Linked DNA regions of Cyprinus carpio: region 2 is linked to region 1. A link is a contact called in public Hi-C data. All regions are on one chromosome and are shown on one strand. The core of a region is the stretch at or near the end of the contact, and the rest is flanking DNA. Distances in the headings are between cores, read along the strand shown. Region 1 overlaps skida1 (SKI/DACH domain-containing protein 1). Region 2 holds the start of LOC122134000 (polycomb complex protein BMI-1-A).

Region 1 (2,559 bases), core at 21-2,520:
AAAATCCACCTCACGTTTTCAAGTTTTCATTTCGAGTGCATTTATCCTACACAACAATGGTATACAAAAACCAGGAAAATCACAAAAATAAATATGCATTTTTATAAACAACCAGTGACTTCAATTTAAGAAAAAACTCATGTCAAAATCTGATCTCAAGTATTGTAGCAAAATCAGAAAGATAAAAAAAAAAACAAAGTCCACCTTGACCAGATAATTCCTAACCTACCATGTTTACAGTGAGTCACCGCCCATTTTTCCATTTATGTTCATTGTGGAGATCAGGCATTTCTTTAACTTTATGGGGTTGTGATGTGTGCGCTACATTCTGTTTAATTTGGCTAGTTTTGAATTCATTCCTCTGAAGTTGGGACGACATAGCTATTCTGTCCGTCCGCAGTGCACTTTGACACAGAACGGAACAAAAAGTTCCTTTTATACTCTCGAGAGAGCAGACATTAAATAGTCGAGTTACAAAAATATAGAACTACTATATTTTAATCATTCACCTGTCAGAGTGTCACACTATATCGCATACTGGAACATTCACAAAGCGATGCAGTTTCACTTAATAGGCTACATAGTGTCAATCCCCACTTGTACACGTTAATCAAAACAGTACACGTAATGGACCCATGCCTTAATACGTTAAATACCCTTTAAAGTCTATTACGTGTTTTCTCAGAATGACGTGAACCCGGTAGCCTCACTTTAGCCAAAGCTGCATAGTCTATGCTCATTTAGTGATAACTCACAGGCTTTGTATTTATGTTTTGTTTAGGAAATTAGAATGCAGTTGGATATTTTCGTCCCTTGGCAATATAATCAAAAAAGTATTAATTTAGCTCATTGGCTGATCCAGTCACAGATACAATTTGCTTTTAAAGGCCCGTTTTGCAGGCAGTCTGCTTTTGCTGACGTAAACAAATATGGTAAGTCACAGTACATTCATCACAAGGCATTTATATGGGGCAGGGTACTCTAGTGGAACACCAAGTTAACACTTGCATGTTTTTTAATGTTATACGTTTTCGAGTGCCAAGGTAATCCATATCCTTGGAAAATAGGCCTAGCAAAAGAAAATACAATCAAAACACCATACGAAAAGGACAAGGCTATTGAGTCAAAGAGAAATAAACATTTACTAAGTATACCCTGACCAGAATGTGTGTATATTCCATTAAGCACCGAGGTCTTTTTTTTTTTTGTCACGTATGTACAAACACTGTCGTTTGCAGTTGTCTGTCTCTCTGTAGGTCGCTCCATTGAAATCGGCAACATTTACAATAAGAACGACTAGCAAAACCTCCTCTAAAAGCAAACGAACATATTGGAAATAGCACCACATGAATAATTACTGACTTAAAAAAGGTTTTTTTGGGTTAACTTGCGATGGCTCTTTTGCGTAAGAAAATCGAAAAATAAAAACACACGTCACGAATTCACCTTAATGGGCATTAGCAAAGTGCAATGCATGGTAAATTTGTGCTTTAGCTGTTCTATACCTTAAGCTATGAATGTGCTAAAGAAGGAGTTTGATTTGGTGTTTTTCCCTCTATTACATCGTGCAAATCAAACAGCTCTTGATTGTCAGTTAGAGGGCCATTGTGTTTGGCCTACCGTTATGTTATGGTGCGCTGCGTGTGAGTGAACACAGCCAAGCGCCAACAACTGGGGAGCACCCATAAAATGAATAAATAAGAAAAAGGTATGGATCAACGGCCTACAGTAATTCCAAAACACAGTATGTGGATGAATCATCAAGGGAAAATACAAAACATTGGCCCAAAATAAACCGACAAAGTCAGTTGTTTTAAAAACAAAATCATCATTTTAGTGTACACAGACCTGACAATCACTATAACGCCATCCTTTTGAGAGATGGTTAACCCTGTCCCTGCCTGAAGAACGAGCCAACATTTGCTCCGTGAGAGTCTAGTCCATCAGGTCAAAAACAGCTCCACGATGTCAATAATGTCATTTTGAAAACAAGGTTGTGTGTGTGTGTGTGTGTGTGTGTGTGTATTTTTTTTTTTAACTAGACCAGCTTATTATAAATATCTCCGTATATTCCCGAATCCAAGACCAGCCTGTGCTATATGAGGACGGTGTGTGCTACATAACAACAGGCCAGAAACGTATGCATTGAAAACAACACAACAATGAAAACGAAACAACTAACGGGAATCAGTGCTTGTCACAGTTTTAAGACATTTCCCCCCGAGCTCAAAACAACAGTTCACGGGATAACAGAGGCTTTCCTGAATTTGTGGCTTGGAGGGGGAGGAACAACTGAATGACCGAGCTGCCATCTCCACACTGGGTGAGAACGATGAGGCAGTTGGTTACTTCTTAAAGAGTTCAAAGAGTAAGCGGGACTCAAATCTCCATCGCTGCCAATAACAAGAGACGGCGGAGAGGGGAAATTCGCCATGAATCTGAAGGGCTTTTTCAGAGATGCTACACTGGCGCTCGCTCGTTTGCGTTTGCTCGCACCCGCACAGTCTTCATTCGATCCCTCACTGCTAGCGAATTTTCCTGCAAAACGGGGGCTCCGGT
Region 2 (2,559 bases), core at 20-2,519, 83 kb after region 1:
TTCATGTAGCCTGAACCAATTAATGAATTAACGAAATAAATAAAAATAAAACAAACAAATAAATAAATGTAACAGAACAAACATGCGAATACATTTAAAGACATCATCATTCATACAGTATTTTTTAAAGATTAAATGTATCCTAATAATTAAACAAGTAGGCTACTTATTTGATGAACACCACTGATTCAAACTTTTTGAAAACCAACAAAAGGAGGGCAAATTTTAACTTTAATTTTATTAAAATCTCTATGTATGTCACATTATCAATACTCCGTTTAAATTGTCTGACATCTGTATTTGTCACAGATTCTACTTTCTGTAGACATTTGTCTAATCTTTTTTTAAATAAAATTGGAACATTGCTTCAGAAATCTTGAACATAAAGAGACAAAATAATTGTATTTATATATAGTAAAATATTTTGCACTTGTCTATTCTATATCTAAACACCTATATTCTGTATTCTATATCCACCTATATTAGTAGGAATACTAATTTATAACATTTATGAATGAAAGTTTTGTTTCTTCAGTGCTGATCGACGCTAGTAAAAATGACAACTCTGTTAAGCTGATTTGTAACCGATACACAAAAATAGAGGTTCCACTTAGAGCCAAAATAGAATTTACAATCGATGTCATAAGAAATTTGAGATTTTAGAGTTGTGTTTTAAAGAACGCAGAAACCACTAATCTGTGACATTAATAACTTTTTTATATCAATAAATAAATAAATACAGTGAAAACATTTTAAAGGGTGTAAAGGGTTAAGAGCGAAATAGCTGTAGAACCATGTAATTTAAAAAAAGTTTAAGGAGGTTGTGCTTTGCAAAATTTTAGATCTTTCCTCTTTGCTTAGCTTTTGGAAACTATATGGTTGAAAGTAGATTTGTTTCTGTGTTTTGTAAAACAATATGTTACTTATTTTGTAATTAAAGAGCTGTTTAAGAGGAGTAACTTATAGCTAAGGTTTATCTTCCAAAGGTGACTGGCAGAGGAACTGAGCTGCCTTCGCTCGTCAGAACTGAGCCTGCGGACAAACAGCTACAGAATATCGTATGCCGAAATAATGAGGTGCCTGCTTTGTTGAATAAAAAGCAGTATAATGAAGCTGCGCTGAAGCCTTTAAGAATTCTGCCTCCTCAAGAATCAATCTAATATATTTTGAAAAATAAAGACATGCAGCGGTAGAAATACGGATGCGCTGGATGTGTTACGCCAGACAAACGTCTACCAGCAGGCGGGACTGAAAATGCGGAAAGAACACTCTTGGGTCGTTAACAACCATAAATATGTGAGTGCTTTTATCCTGGTTATACAGCAAGTACATAGGCCTTTGCGTTGTGTATCAGTACTGTGTCTCATTCTCCGACAAATCAAGTCCTGAGATCAGCTGACGCGCTCATGTGACCAAGGCTAGAGTCTGCTCAAAATGGAGTTGTCGGAATCAGTGCTGAAAGGGCTTCAAACCCTGGCCGATCCAAATGTGTTCGACCTGAAATCATTTACGACATTCACGGAGGTCGCGTTCGACAGTCTAGACTCCTCTCGAGGCGAAAGCGTTCTAGGTAAGATGGTTGAGCTTTTTTTTCTTTGTGCTGCATTACTTCCGGTGCTTTCCAGACAAGAAGGAAGTCGCGCTGCGCCGTGTCTGTTGCTGATGTTATTTTCTAAGGCTTCACATATTATATATCACCTAGCCCTAAAGCTATGCAAGGGCCGACAGACCAACGCTAGCCTTGCTTGTGGCTTGCATACTGTGCTAACACAGTATAGTGTAATGAATCCTCCGCTTAGCCGTATTAGCTAAGCTAATAACACAACACATACGGTGTGAACGATGAATTCTTCTTCTTTAAGAACTGAAATTAATAAGGACTCATGAACATTTACTTGGTTATGGTCAAACACAGGCAAACGTAGCCTGCATGTCTTTCATCGAAGTAAAATAGCAGTTAATACCTCCTCTGCGCTAGTTATCCGCTAAGCATGTTTTTCGTCTCTGTTTTCCCCCCCCGCTTATCTACGTTTTCTCTTAGTTTGTATTCAACGCGTTTAATTGGCATGGCAAATCATTTGTATTGCCAAATCATTGTTAGTTTAGTTGGCTCAGCTCAAAACAACTCACGTACGTTTCTCGTAAGCTCTCCCTTGTTCTCTCTCACGCACATACATAAACTTATCTTGAGAGCAATTTTTCATCTCTCGCAGGTCACCCAGAATTGAGGCACATCGACCAGACTACCTTGAAACACTGTCATACCGCGGCAACGACCTTTATTCTGGAAGGCGTCAAGCAAAATGCAGATAAATCAACTATCAGGTAACATGATCCGAAATGGTTTTCTGAAGATTATACAAAACTGTTTAGCATTAAAAATAAATAAATAAACTTTTACATTCTAAATATATCGTGTGCTCTTTTAGCTCATGTCTTGAAGACGTCAGATTCCAGAATGAAAGAGTGGATACATTTTATAATTCATTCCAGGTAATGTTTTTGTATGCCCATGATGATCCGCATCCTCTGAATTAAAGTACAGTTGTACTGCAGCAT

What was found. A called contact is a pair of places that touch in the nucleus more often than the background predicts.
Region 2: a Hi-C map of skeletal muscle shows a contact between it and region 1, with 4 times the contacts expected there. The contact joins the promoter of LOC122134000 here to the enhancer-like site in region 1. A contact is called at or near these places in 5 of 8 Hi-C or Micro-C datasets (liver and skeletal muscle).

The regions. Positions count from the first base shown.
Region 1 is chrB24:11,797,796-11,800,354 of ASM1834038v1, forward strand. It overlaps skida1 (SKI/DACH domain-containing protein 1), which reads right to left. Exons shown (of 1, transcript XM_019066743.2): 1 at 1-2,559. The coding sequence ends at 2,240. Among protein-coding and RNA genes, the nearest start is that of skida1, 4.0 kb to the right of the region's middle. Within about 2 kb of position 1,271, at least 1 of the 8 cell types and tissues checked has an H3K27ac peak or open chromatin away from gene starts, as enhancers often do. A contact at or near this core is called in skeletal muscle, where this site is marked.
Region 2 is chrB24:11,880,674-11,883,232 of ASM1834038v1, forward strand. LOC122134000 (polycomb complex protein BMI-1-A) reads left to right here and starts at 1,270. Exons shown (of 14, transcript XM_042751631.1): 1 at 1,270-1,570; 2 at 2,214-2,325; 3 at 2,430-2,493. The coding sequence starts at 1,435.